2 separate regions of the Oryctolagus cuniculus genome follow, and region 2 is linked to region 1. A link is a contact called in public Hi-C data. All regions are on one chromosome and are shown on one strand. The core of a region is the stretch at or near the end of the contact, and the rest is flanking DNA. Distances in the headings are between cores, read along the strand shown.

Evidence for each region. Hi-C and Micro-C count contacts between places; a contact is called where the count stands out from the background.
Region 2: a contact with region 1 is called in a Hi-C map of an unstated tissue, with 4 times the contacts expected there. The contact joins two enhancer-like sites. A contact is called at or near these places in 4 of 6 Hi-C or Micro-C datasets (ear pinna, embryonic fibroblasts, skin fibroblasts and 1 more).

Annotation. Positions count from the first base shown.
Region 1 is chr7:35,345,666-35,348,365 of mOryCun1.1, reverse strand. No RefSeq gene overlaps it. Among named protein-coding and RNA genes, the nearest start is that of NUF2, 4.3 kb to the right of the region's middle. Within about 2 kb of position 1,390, at least 1 of the 8 cell types and tissues checked has an H3K27ac peak or open chromatin away from gene starts, as enhancers often do.
Region 2 is chr7:35,810,231-35,812,930 of mOryCun1.1, reverse strand. No RefSeq gene overlaps it. Among named protein-coding and RNA genes, the nearest start is that of CCDC190, 36 kb to the left of the region's middle. Within about 2 kb of position 1,275, at least 2 of the 8 cell types and tissues checked have an H3K27ac peak or open chromatin away from gene starts, as enhancers often do.

The DNA of each region.
Region 1 (2,700 bases), core at 141-2,640:
CAAGTCAGGAGGTTAGTGTTCTCATGAATGGAATAAGCTCCCTATAAAAAGCGTAAGGGTGTGGCGGTGCTGCAGCATAGTGGGTAAAGCCGCCGGCTGCTATGCCAGCATCCCATTTAGATGCTGGTTTGAGTCCTGGCTGCTCCATTTCCGATCCAACTCTGCTATGGTCAAGGAAAGCAGTAGAAGATGGCCCAAGTGCTTGAGCCCCTGCACCCATGTGGGAGACCTGGAAGAAACTCCTGACTCCTGGCTTCTGATCGGCGCAGCTCCGACCATTGCTGCCAGTTGGGGAGTGAACCAATGGATGGAAGACCGCTCTCTCTCTCTGCCTCTCCTCTCTGTGTGTAACTCTTTCAAATAAACTTAAAACAAAGGGGGGGGGGGAGTAAAGAGGAACTCATTCACTCCTTCCATTACACAAGGACACAGCTAGCAGTCACCACTTACAGTCTAAAAAAGATGCCCTCGCCAGATGCCAAATCTGCTGGTATCCTAATCTTGGACTTTCCAGCCTCCAGAACTATAAGAAATATCTGTTGTTTATAAACTATTCAGTTCATGGTATTTTATTATAGCAGCCTGAACAGACTAAGACACCTTTCTAAAATGTATGCGATTAGTTTCAAAATTAGAGTTGGGGGGGGTGGTGTTTGGTGCAGCTGTTGGTCACCACTTGGGATACCCACATTCCATATCAGCGTGCCTGGTTCAGTCCTGGCTCTTCTGCTTCTGATTCAGCTTTCTGCCAATGTGTACCCCATGAGATTCAAGTACTAGGATTCTTCCCCCTGTCCCACTCCCTCGTGAAAGACCCAGATAGAGTTCCAGGTGTGTAGCTTGGCCTGCCCAGCTCCTTGGCTGTTGTAGGCACTCAGGGAGTGAACCAGTGGATGAGAGATCTCTCTCTGTCTCTGCATTTCAAATAGGAAAATAATTTTTGAAAATTATAATTTTTCCTATTGCATTAATTCCTTTTAAATAACTGAAACACCTCTGGATATTATAATGACAATACTGGAAATATATAGAATATAAAATTTAAATTAAAAAGTCATATTGGATAGTTTAACAATGTTAAATTTGTTTTGGCTGATAAACTCAACTTTTCTGTATTTTTAAGTAAGTTATATAATATAACTTACTTAATATAACTTATATAAGTTATATAATAACTTAATGACTTGTTTTTAAATATTTTATTCATTTATTTGAGAGGTAAAGTTACAGAGGGAAAGAAAGGTCTTCCATTCACTGATCCACTCCCCAAAAGGATGCAACAGCTGGAGCTGGGGCTGATCCAAAGCCAGGAGCCAGGAGCTTCCTCAGGGTCTCCCACACAGGTATAAGGGCCCAGGCACTGGGGCCATCTTCAACTGCTTTCCCAGGCCATAGCAGAGAGCTGGATCAGAAGAGGAGCAGCCAGGACTAGAACAAGCACCCATATGGGATGCTGGTGCCACAGGCGGAGGCTTAGCTTACTGTGTCACAGCACCAGCCCCCTGTACTATTAACATAATACAGCTTGATGTGAAACTTTGGGGAAAGGATACTACCGATTTTTTGCATTCCTGGATCTGGCTTAGAGCTCATCACAAGTTATCAATGGATAATATTTTATGATTTCAAACTAAAAATTCCATTTGTATCTTGACTAAAGAAATTTTTTAAAGTACTGAAACTAATAAAGAAAAACATAGTGGAGTGAAAGGGTAAAAAGCAGAAAGCTACTTTGAATTCAGTGCTGCTTTTCTCCTTAAGCCTGAAGTACAAACATGTATTTTGAAGTCAATAAATTTAGACTCTTTTTTCAAACAGAACACTGTGTTCAATGTTTATCACTGTTAACTTATGTAAGAGAAAGTGCAGAAAACTCTCTAAGATTATCATTTATACAACAGCGCCACCTAGTGAATGCGCTGTGCATACAAAAATGTTAATAATTTGCTAATGTTTAAATACTAGTTTGTTTTCAGTTTATCAGGGCCCCAACTGTTTATATATCATTGTACATTATACTAATTCAAAACATATGAAAATATTAAACATTTTATTATTAATTCATAACTACAGATAATAAATGTAAAGGATATTCCGACACTTGTGAATAAAGGATTTGGCATATTAAATTTTTTTTTAAGATTTATTTATTGGAAAAGCAGGGCAACAATAGGTGAAGAGAGACTGAGAAAAAGAGAGAGAGGAAGGGAGGGAGAGAAAGAGATCAGTCTTTCACCCACTGGTTCACTCCCCATATGGCTGCAATAGCCAGGTCTGGGCACGCTGAAGCCAGGAGTCAGGAACTCCATCAGGGTCTCCCACATGGATAGCAGGGGTCCAACTACTTGGGCCATCTCCCACTGTCTTCCTAGGCTCATTTTGAGGAAGCTGGATGAGAAGCAGAATAGCTGGAACTTGAACAGCACTCTGATATGGGATGCCAGAGTCGAAAGTAGCAGCTTAATCTGTTGTGCCACAACACTGGTCCTTGCATATTAAATGCTAGTTGTAACAGAAAAGGAACCCAATAAGATACATACAGGAAAAAAAAAAAAGGAGGAAGAGGGTGTGGGGATGCCCAAAGTAATCTTTCAAGGAGGGACAGATCTATTGTAAAGAATATATAGTATAACAGTCTAGGAGGGAAAAAAATAAAGGTCTAGAAAGAAAAGTAGTGATCAATAGCATTGGTAGAGGGAA
Region 2 (2,700 bases), core at 26-2,525, 460 kb before region 1:
TCCAAATATATAATAAGAATGGACATATTTGTAGCATGCAGAACTCTCGTACCTGTTTATTAACCTGTGGGGTAACAGCTAACATGGTAAGGATGGATGAAGGTTATATGAAAGCGTCTGAAATTCCTTCAATCCCACTCACTCCTGGTCAAGACAGTATAACGAAACTGTATTGTATTCCAGGAGGGATGGCCAAGCTGAGTATTCCTCTAAGATATAAAGAGTTCGTGGGTGGTGGTATCTCTTATATCACCAGTTAATTAATCTATCTGCTCTCTGATGGATCCAAATAGGTCACAGTAGAATTCCTCCAACTGAGCTTAATTGCATCTGCTCTGCTGGAGCAGATTAACACAACTTCAGGTACACTACCTGTTGCCATTGATCTGACAAATGTATTCCCTTCATCTCGATTAGAAAGTAGAATCAGAAACCATTAATAGTCACCCACAGTAGAAAATAGTATATATTCATGATCTTGTTTCAAGGTCATGTTAGCTGTACTCCCCTCAGATATAACACAGCCCAAATGGATCTGGAGTTCATAGTATTAATGCCATTTTGTGAATCATATTGGGCCAACAAGAAGTGGAAAGTATGACAAGGGCCTTGGTGATAATGTGCTCCAGAATGAGGGATGCAGGAAATTCGGGTCTGCCCTAATTGGGAAGTTTCTCCAGGAGTCAAGGGGCCTGGGCATGGTAAGATGGCCTCTCCAGGGGAAGGGCAAAATTGCATCTTACATCTTCCAAGCAAGTACTACACTTGGAAACCGCTTCACGTTGGAAGTAGCATATGCCATCCTTGAGGATGGTGCCATGCCCTGTTTACCAAGTGAAAGGGGAGATGGTCAGCTTTGAGTGGAGCCCTAAGCAGGAAAAGGCTCTGCACAAATCCTGGATGCAAGATCAAGCAGCCCTCCCACTGGGCTGTGTGATCTGATGAGCTCTGTAGTGCTTGAAGTATCTGTGGTTGAAAAACATGCAGTGTGTGAAGTTTAAATCAACCTTCAATAGGAGAATCATGACATAGACCCTCAGGGTTTAGACAAACAGTGAAGCCATTTGCAGCAAAGAATTAGACACCATTTTAAATGTAGCTCTTCAGGCTCTTGGACCTGGGGAAAGATGGAACATCTGACCATGAGATGTCAAGTGATCATGAAGACAGAATGGGGTTTTGTCAGACCTACTGAATCATAAGGTTGGATGAATTAAAGAGCAATCCGTTTTTGAATGTAAGTGATACATCCGCAGTTGCACATCAGTAAAGACAGAGGGCACAAGTGGGCTGCTTCAGAGAGTAGACTGCCACACCCCCTGCTGCTGTTGCACTGTTCATCTTCCTCAGCTCGCGCTTATGAACACTTTGAAGGAAAGGAGTGGTTTATTTTCAGTTGGCAGACGATAATAAAGGAAGAGCTTGATTCATGAATGTTGTACTGTACTGAACACACACACACACACACACAAGGACTTCAACAACTTCATGGAAAATAGAATTAAAAGGTAACTTTGAAATCCATGCAAAAAATTTGAAATATATAATAATTTTAATACACATTTTCTTTGAACTTTCTGCATATATATATATGTATATATATTTGTGTGTGTATGAACATGTAAATTTAACTTGTGTAAGGGTCTTTGTAGATGTAATTAACGATGTCAAGATGAGATCATATAGGATTATCCTTGTGGGTTTTAAATCCAAAGACATGTGTCCCTATAAGAGACGAAGGAGGAGAAGACAGAGACCTCAGGTGAGAAGGCAGTTGGAAGAGGGACGCAGATATTGGAATGATAAACCCACAAAGGAATGCCAAGGATGGTTAGCAGCTACCAGATGCGACAGAGAGAGATATGGAAGGGATTCTCCCTCAGAACCTCCAAAGGAACCCCTGATGACATCTTGTTATTTGATTTTTGGACTCCAAATTTGTGAGAGCATAATTTTCCATTTTCCTAAACCACTGAGCTTGTGGTAATTTGTCATGGCAGTCATAGACAGGACACTGATACAGATGAGTGAGCTCAGTGGTTTGGATATGGTTCAAGCTTCATGCATTGGGAGTTGTGGTATTGTCGACGTGGTGCAACCTTTAAGAGGTGAGGCCTAGGGGAAGGGGATTAGGGCATTGGAGTGCTGCCCTTGGAGGGGCTATGTGTAGTTCTCATGGGAGTCTGGCTAGTTCACACAAAAGTGAGCAGACCCCCTGAACTTCTCCTTCTTCCTGTTTCCCATGTAATTGATCTCACACACCCATCCACCATGTTGTATTGTAGTCAGGGCCCTCATCAGAGACTGAACTGATGGAGTTACTTGAGGTTGGACTTCTACCTTCCACAATTGTGAGCCAAATCAATCTCTTTCTTTACACACTATCTAATCTCAGGTATTTTATTAGAGCAACAGAAAATGTTCTATCACACTTAGTATGGGGTATAAGCAGAAAATTGAGTGTGGCTATATAGTAGTAGAATGGCCCTGAAAGTTTAATGGGAAAAATTCCTCTAAGGGGACAGAGCTTCAGACGATGCACCTGATTACCCCATTTGTGTCAGAAAAGTGGCCCATAGTAAGACTGAAAAAAACTCTGAGCAGTGGAATATGACTTGGTTTGTTGGTCATGCTTGTCCAAGTGCTTGCTTGTGCTGTCTGGTCTGGATTGGAAGGCAAAAAAGAAGAATGGGAGTGATG